Regions from separate parts of the Triticum aestivum genome. Here region 2 is linked to region 1. The links are chromatin contacts, called in public Hi-C maps. All regions are on one chromosome and are shown on one strand. The core of a region is the stretch at or near the end of the contact, and the rest is flanking DNA. Distances in the headings are between cores, read along the strand shown.

What was found. A called contact is a pair of places that touch in the nucleus more often than the background predicts.
Region 2: a Hi-C map of leaf shows a contact between it and region 1, with 5 times the contacts expected there. The contact joins the promoter of LOC123090848 here to the enhancer-like site in region 1. A contact is called at or near these places in 3 of 5 Hi-C or Micro-C datasets (all in leaf) and 1 of 1 datasets of contacts at active chromatin or transcription factors (leaf).

What each region holds. Positions count from the first base shown.
Region 1 is chr4B:35,561,519-35,566,037 of IWGSC CS RefSeq v2.1, reverse strand. It overlaps LOC123090847 (protein CASP), which reads right to left. Exons shown (of 18, transcript XM_044512200.1): 17 at 3,926-4,018; 18 at 3,400-3,849. The coding sequence ends at 3,783. Among protein-coding and RNA genes, the nearest start is that of LOC123090847, 9.6 kb to the right of the region's middle. Within about 2 kb of position 2,632, at least 8 of the 8 cell types and tissues checked have an H3K27ac peak or open chromatin away from gene starts, as enhancers often do. A contact at or near this core is called in leaf, where this site is marked.
Region 2 is chr4B:35,636,508-35,641,026 of IWGSC CS RefSeq v2.1, reverse strand. LOC123090848 (zinc finger protein CONSTANS-LIKE 16) reads right to left here and starts at 2,007. Exons shown (of 2, transcript XM_044512201.1): 1 at 925-2,007; 2 at 7-817. The coding sequence starts at 1,887. The coding sequence ends at 545.

The DNA.
Region 1 (4,519 bases), core at 1,383-3,882:
AGCATGTTTTATGATAAACAAGAAAAGCAATCTTTATAATTACTTAGTTACGGAGTAGCGTTTGGTAACCCCTAATTCACTACACATCAAAAGTACATGTGATAGTCTCACGTCTAAGGATGTAGCATATACATTGTAAATAGACAACTAAAAGCATTCCCGTTATGTGTCAATTTGGGTTTGTCCAGCCCCAGGTTCATACTATGTGTTCACATTATTGGTTCTACATCTTCATTTCAATGACCTATGACACGTGGTTAACAACCAATTCATATGCTAGTCTAGTATTCTTAAATGTCCAAGTATGAACTCTAACTAGGGACTAGTTTAGAATAATCATTAAAGCATAGAGTTCTACAAACAATTCACATACTTATCAATGAATACAAATGATATTATTCAAGTTAAATTCAACAATTTATGGACACAATGAAATATAATCATCTCTATGACTGCCTCTAAGAGATATTACCAACACATGTGCCTATCATTCTCTCAATAATTTTGGCTCCACCAGCTCCATACATCGGGTGACACGTGGTACCAAGTGAGGTTGTGGGTGGGCCCTTCACGCCCTCCATTTTGTAACAAGTTAGTGTGTGTGCCAAAAAAAATTATCTCCAACTGAGATGGGGAACAGATTGTCAATCGCACCACAAGTTCTCCTTCACCTAAGAAAGCGTGCAATATTTTCTTCATTGTCCAACAACAATAAGGAATTTTCTTGCGGACGTAGAAATATAGGAGTTTTGCACATCACCATTAAGCAGGCGTACTAAGATAGATAGAAGAATGCATTGGTGCGGAGGTTACCTTTCAACAGGACATTTCAGGCATATTGGTAGGTAGTATGATATATGGGATTTTACGTATGACATTAGAAGGAAATTGGTACAGTGTTGGCCGTTCTTTCTCCCTTTGAGCTGCTAATTCATTTTGTTTGATGAAAATGATGTGAAAGCTCTAAGATACAATTTTACATATGATTGATTGGAGATGCCCTGGCATATGATACACGTAAGCAATACACCGATGTTATGGCATATCATACAACACCTGAAACTAGGTATATCGTTTCCTTTGTAATTCTAGCTTCGACAACACCAATGTGAGACTATGGGTGGCTTCTTCACACCCTTGCTTCCAAAACAAGTAAATGTGTGTGTAGAAATATTTATGAGACACACACACGCGCGCGCGCGCGAGAGAGAGAGAGAGAGAGAGAGAGAGCGAGAGAGAGAGAGAGAGAGAGAGAGAGAGAGAAGTTATTGTCAATCGCCCCACAAGTTTTGTTTCATCTAAGAAAGCGTGCAATATTTTCCTCCATTGTCCACTAGCAAAACAGAATTTTCATGCTAACATGGAAAGTTGGGAGGTTCACACATCACCATTTTGCAGACAAGCTAATATACAATGGAAGAATAAGTTGGCGAGTAGGTTGCCTCTCATCTGCGAGGTTTTAGGCATATTGTAGTATGCCATGTGGAATTCTGCGTATGACAAAAGTTTGTTAGGAGGAAACTGGTATTACGTTGCCTTAGCTGGTTGCTCTTTCTCCTTTTATGTTGTTGGTTGTTTTGTATGTTTTAAGTAAATGATGCGACTTAATATGTAATTGATTGGAGATGCCCTAATGAAATGATATGCGTAAGCAATACATTGATGTTACGGCATGGCACCTAATAACTGTACTAGTATGAAGCATACACTTGAATAACGTAACCCCATGGAGCATGTGGTTAGCAAACACTAGAATAACATGCCCGCACAAAAAACATGAATAACATACTGCAGAAATCATCTTTAAATGCTATGGGGAAAATCAAAAAACGCTAAGAAAATTACGGGAAAAAGATTGATAGAAATGTCTCCAAAAGGGGGAATTTGTTGCGCAATAAGTTGCATAAACGTGTAAGAATTTTATTATGCATAATTCGTTTTACATTTTTTGCATGACTTGCTAATGGTCATGTTTTTACATTTTTTATGAAATAATGCATTTTTACAAACAAAATAATTGCATGACTTGCAATGGTTACGTCTTTTATTTATTATATCAAAATCAACAAAATATTTGTACACCGATTCTGTTCGTGTATAATCATTTCCGCAGCTTTATAACGTGTAATCCTTTTTTTTTGAGGGGATATAACGTGTAATCCTAACAAGTACTGTACCTTCACTCGCAAAAAGAAAACGAGTACTGTACCTCAGCCGGATTAGTTATCGGTGATGCTCACAGGACAGTGATGGTAGCACACCACAAGTACAGTGAAACACACCTACCACAGGGATGCACATGTACGCGAGGGCCGACGTGTCGACCCGACGCGGCCACTCCGGCTTGCCGCCCCACACATATTTTCAGCATCTCGCCCTCCGGCGACTCGGCGGATAGCGGCGCCAGATCACGACGGCGCCTGGGGCTCGACGTGGCCCGGTCCGCCCCGCGGGCTCCCTTGTGGCGCGTAGGCATCGGAGACCACGACCGTGCATGGCCCGTAGTAGCCAGCTACCAGGCCCCTCCCGGAGCCAACCTGCGGCCGCCTGTCGATTCGGCGCTGCGCTACGCGCCGCCGTGAATTGACCGCAAACAGCGACCCTAGTACAGCCCGGTCCCTCTCCCCGCTCTGGCTCCTAGCTGCGCGCGCGCGAGCCTGCGTGTGGGCTGCCCCTCGGCTCCTCGGCGGTCCACAGGTTCCCGGCGCCGTCGCTGTTGGTGTCACTTGCGCGTGCCGGAGGGTCGGCAAAACGGTGTGAATTTTTTGTAGCTCGGGAGAGGTTGCGGGTTGCAGTGGATGTGCACGGTGGTTGGGGACAATCCGTGGGCGTGGGAGCGTACAGCGACTGATCGTGGTTGAAGACAAGCGGGTTTACTGTGCGTGCGGGTGGGTCTCGACAGGTAATCCGGCTGGATCGCTCTTCAGATAAAGCTCACCAAGTTTGTTTTTTTTAAATGGATAAAGCTCGCCAAGTTTAACTCTTGCACGCCTTCTCTCCCTGCCTCCCCAGTTTTTTCAGAAGCGCAGTACACAAACAAGTACATACGCCTATCCCCATGAATAGGCTCATCTCTACAAATACAGGCATGCATGCCCTATCCTATGAACACCTCCAAGATACTAAGCTAACAGGTTTTAAGATTAACAAAGCCATTACATGCGCCTCTGTCAACAGGAACGTTGCCTCCCATGGTTTCTCTTCTTCCTTTCAATTTTTCGGAGGCAAAGCAGTCATCTCCTTTTTCAGGAAAAAAATCTTTTAGTTGCAAGAATTCAACTTTTGAATACTTCAACTTGTAAACTTCATCTTTCGCATACAAGGGAATCCAGATAACTTGCTTTTGCCAAATATCTGCTTAAGGCTGTTCCTGCTAAATTAATGTGAAGACAACTCTAATATTACTCCCTCAATCCTTTTTATTTCTAGATTCTGTACAACTGTCCTCGCCACAAACTTCCGACCATATATGCTGAAAACATACTTTGGATGGCATTGTGTTTGTACATATGTGCTTTCATTTGTCATCGAAAGGGCAATTTGGTAATACAACAGTTTACAGAATGACTCAAGCACCACACCTCATCCGCCACCTCGCCCCTTAATCCTCACCCGCTTTACTGGAAATTTATCTACAGAAGAGAACATATCAAGGCACCTAAAGGGCATAGTAAACTAAAAACTTCAGTCATGATCCTATGCAGAGATTCTCGAGACCAAAACCCAGGAACGCTTCCCTTTCGGTACTGATCAAGTGATAATACTGTTACATCAAACTTGGCTCAGGGCATGTGCGATAATGTCTGATTGCCAGCGTCAAGGATGATCTCATCATGTGCAGGTGTTATGCTGCACAAATATTTCAAGTTAGCCGTGCTCATGCTTAGGGCCTCAAATTGAAACTGACGATGCGATGCATGCTTACCTCAGATAGCTCAAAGCTGACATTCTGTACAGCAGCGTGAACACGAGGAGATGCAATCCAATAGTGTAGAAGAATATAAATGTCCGGGCAAATCTGTGAATACAAACAGAACACATGCTACATTAATTTCTTGTTTCAGTCCGCTTCATTGGTCAAATACAGAAATTCAAGCAATTCATTAGTGTAGGAGAATATAAAAGTCCAGGCAAATATGTGAATACAAACAAAACACTTGATATATTTATTTTCAGTCCGCTTCATGGATAAAATCATACAATAAAGAAACTAAGGCATCATGTAATACAAAATGGCAATCACTTGTGCATTCTTATCCATGAAGGGCTAGGATTAATCAATGGTGGTCAGTTTTAAAGTTTAGACATGAGCACAATGACCAAATATAAAATCTAAACAAAGATTCAGACGAAGGGTATAATTTAAGAAGTTGGAACCAAATTAACTACTCCCTCTGTAAAGAAATATAATAGCACTATCTAAACGCTCTTATATTTCATTACAGAGGGAGTACATCTCAGTGGCAGATCCATGCACACCTGAGTCATCGGTGCTGTACTTATTTAATTCAAAAAAGAC
Region 2 (4,519 bases), core at 758-3,257, 76 kb before region 1:
CACCAGTAGAAAACACCATATATATATGTAGACTTGTAAATAAGCACATTGTGATTGTGATTCATAGATTGTGCCCTGGTTCGAGGCTACCCAACACATCAGGAATGGAAGGCTTGAAGGCATGCATTGACATACACGAACTAGGCTTGATCTTCCTCTCTACCATTCTCAGTTACAAGCCCTTACCCTAACTCTATCGTACCATGAATGTATCTCCTACGTTTTGAGATCAACATCTACAGTACAACCGTTGTAATCAGTACACATTCCTTACAAAAACGACGAAAGTAACAACAACAACCCTAAACCATTGAGCGTATATACAAAGACTTGTGGTACATAGCTACTATACTTTGCACATGAAATTCTACAAGTGTATATTCAGTCGTACGTACGTGGTGAGGTTTCTGCTCAAAACTAGCAAGAAAAAACGAGAGCTACGTAGGTGAAGTAGTATTTTATTAGCGGATTATCGTTCGAGCATGCACAGGCATGCATGCATGCATGCATCTGCATCCACGGACGAACGGTCGAGCGCTTGCTTTCAAAAACGGAAGCGCCCGTGCGCGCCGCCGTGGCCGTGGCCCGCGAGCACCATCGGCGGCCGCGGCGGCAGCGGTGGCAGCGCGGTGCGCTTCACGAACCGGCCCTTCATCCGCGGCCGCTTCTCGGCGTTGAGCTTGCGCACCTCGTACCGGATCTTCTTGGCGAACAGCCGCGTCCGCCGCTTCTCCCGGTACCGCGACACCCGCGCCTCCCGCTCGCCGCCGGTCACCGCCGTCACCGCTGCGCCGAGCCCGAACCCCCGGCTCCCCGCCTGTCCATGCCAAGCAACAGATCGAGCTTGATTAGACGACAAGTTTATGTGTACAGAAGTGAAATAAGTGCATAGATCACATGTTAGGAGCAAGGACAAGTGCTTACCGGTAACTCCAGCCAGGAATCATCACTGGGGTCGATGTGGGGGCGCTCGCCGTAGAACCACGGCGAGCCGCCGTCATGGGCCCAGGAGTCGATGACCCTCTCGTAGTCGAGCTTAAGTATCATCCCCGAGTCCGACCGCTTCCTTTTCCTGTCCTCTAACGACTCTTGCTCCGGCGCCGGCGCCGCGGTGCTCTGATCATCGAAGTCCGCCATGTCGAAGTCAAGGTTCAGCTGGGGCTTCTCTTCGTCCAAGAACCGCAGGTCGTCGAACCCCTCTTCTACTCCTCCCATGAGCAGGCTCTCCATGTCCGCGGCGAAGCTGGCGAGCTCCATGTCCGGCACGACGTCGAAACCGGTGAACCCGTCTGCCGCCCCGGCCACGCCCGAGGCGTACTCCGACGACGGCTGCTTGGCAAGCGACGAGAAGCAGCAGACGGCGGGCTTCTGCTCGAGAGGCTCCCGGAACTCGTCGACCGGCATGGGGTTGTAGAGCTCGGCGAGCATGGGGTCGAACACCGGGACGCGGTACAGGAGATCCTCGTCGTCGACCTCCACGCCGTGGACGTCGTCGTTGTCACCCACGATGCCGGAGCCGGAGTCCTCCGCCTCGAGATCGGGGACCGCCGAGGCAGCCGCGGCCTTCGCGGCGGCGGGCGCGCCGTGCTTGCCCACCGTCCCGGGCTTGGACCGCGGCGTGCGCGGCCGGCGCTTGAGCCCGTGCAGCCACGCGGGCTCGTCGGGGTCGGCGTGCTGGAGGGAGGAGGTGGCCGCCGGCGAGGACGAGGAGGGGAGGCGCACCCGGTGGTGGCGCCGCGCGAGCGGGTTGGCCGAGTGGACGGAGGCGTCGCACGCCTGGCACAGGTAGGCGTCGTCCGCGGCGCAGTGCCACCGCGCCCGCCGCCGCATGCAGCCGTCGCAGGCGCGGGCCGCGCGCGCTCCGATCGCCGCGCCGGCGCTCGCCATCGATCTCGTCAGGTCAGACACGAGCGACCGAGCTAGCTACGCACCCTCGCGCCTGCCCCGCTGACACTAGCTCAGTAGAGTTAAGCGAGCGCTTAACCCAGAGCAGTGTGGGGTGAGAGGTCGGAGCCCTTTTCCTCTATTAAACCGCGAGCCCGGACGGCGACCCCTGGCCCACGCTGCAGCGCCCGTGGGTTCGTGTGTGGGTGATTCGGGTAAAAGGGCGGGCCGGTGGGCCTGGCAGGGCCTTTTCGACGACGTGGCCCGACGGGAGTGGGCTGGAGGGGAGGGGCGGGACCCAGGGAGGTGGTTATCTCGAAGCTGATTGGCTGGCGGGCGCGCGGAATCCGGAGAGGATGAATTCTATTGGGCGAGCTGTCACGCCGTTTGGATTTCCGGCGGGCCCCGTGGGGGATGGGCGACGACCATGGGGCTGCAGCTTGTGATGGTGCTGATCGCTGGTGACTCATCATCAACCCGCGTAGAATCATGATCTTTTTCTCTTTTGAAATGAGCCCTTTTTTGGAATCTTTTTCGAACAAGTTTCAAACTTGTTAGGGCGCCAAGGTACAGTTAGCTTGACTCGACAAGTTGATACATAAGACTCTTTGTGAAGCGAAGGAGAGTGCACGAGATTACACTCACACGCTAAGGCCAGTTCTTTTGCTGGCTTCTAGAATAAACTACTCCCTACCCACTTTATTCTTGAAGCCTAACTAAATTTAATTGTTTAGAAGCCTACTAATTAAGACTTAACTAGTAGGCTTTAAAAAATATTTTTTGTTAGGCTTATAGAATAAGCTGGGTAGGAGGCAACTTATTCTATAAACCTAAAAAGGCTACCAAAAGAACTGGACCTAAGTCACAGAAGCCACAGTTTTGGACATAATCCTAAGAAAGCAACTTCATATTTGAAATTGAGCTATGATGCTTTAGGTCAATAGATAAAAAAAAGCAAAATAAAAAAAAGAAATATAGTGCCTCCATTCCCATAAAATGAACGCCGCACAAAGGTAAAAATCCCGCAGCAAGAAATCCTATAGGAATAGTGCAAAAATCCTACAAACCACGTGAACCCTTTAATGCAAGAGAAACACAATCTTGGAAAATCAGGCATTCGGAGTTTCACGCTTACAACCAAGCCTAAATTATTATTCGCAAAAAAAACAAGCCTAAATTATCACCAAAAGACAATTAGCTAGCAAATCATCCTTCACACAAAATTAATATATAATGGTTTTATTAATGGACATGCATGATTGATGCAGAGACAAATGTTTATCCTCCTATTTTTCAAGAAGTATAATGGTGGTTTAAATGCAATGGTGGTTTAAATGCAATGGTGGTTTAAAAGAAGGATTTAAGGTAGAGAATCATCCGACTTTGCTTCCGGCAGAAGGCACACGAAAATGTGTGTTGCACAATTAATCACAAAAATATGTGCTCCGCAATTAATCAGGCAAACCACAATTTGGGGGGCGGGCAAGAAGTAGTTGTGTTGTAGACGTGCATTGCGGGTACTGCTAACTTGATTGAAAGAAAATAAGAGGGACCCGATTGCTTCTTTTTTAATAACATGGACCTGATTGCTTTTTAACTTACATGGACCTAATTGCTTTTAAATAAACTTATAGGGACCCGATTGCCTTTTATTTTTTGTAGGGGCCTGCATATGGGCTCCACCTTCTTTTTTTAATAACATGGACTAGATTGCTTTTTAACTTACATGGACCTAATTGCTTTTAAATAGAACTTATAGGGACCCAATTGCCTTTTATTTTTTGTAGGGGCCTGCATATGGGCTCCACCTGTCATAATGGTCAAAGCTAACGGAGTTAACTTTTATGCCACGTCAGACTTGACAAGTGGACCCAATCTGGCACAACTGCAGTTAAAATAACTAACATGATCATTAGTGCAACATGGTAGTTTTTAAATTCACAAACCAATTTTATGGTAGCTATAAGAGATTTTTTTAAAAGTTGGTAGTTTTCCAGAACTCTAGCCCCAAATGTGGTAGTTTTATGCTATTTACTCAAGATATGATAGAAGAAATCATTGGTTGCCTCTCAACACAACATTTGAGACATATGGGATTTGCGTAGGGCAAAAGTTTATTAAAAGGAAATTGGTCCGACGGTGGTCGCTCTTTCCCCTTTTGAGTTATCGATTCATTCTATTTGACGTCAATGATGTGGAAGCTCTAAGATACAATTTTACATATGATTGACTGGAGATGTCCTTGCATACGATACACGTAAGCAATACATCGATGTTATGGCATGCCATACAACACATGGTAAGTAGGTATATCTTTTCCTCTGCAATTCTAGCCTCACCAGCTCCGTACAGCTGTAAGTGCATCAAGTGCCCCTAGTGGTTTTGGAGTATTGAAGACAAATGGGTTAAGGAACTAATGTGTTGGTGAGTTTAAACAAGAGTTATTGTCCCTGAAGATTTGGTTTAATCGAAGAAAGCGGACCCCTAAAAATGTATTTTTTTCAAGTGAAGAATTTGGTGCGGCTGTGAAGAAATTGATGTGAAGACTTGGAACCTTGAAGACTTTATTTTCATAGTTTATTTTTCTTCTTACTTGAGTCATAGGAAACACCGTACTGTTAAAGGGGGTCTAGGT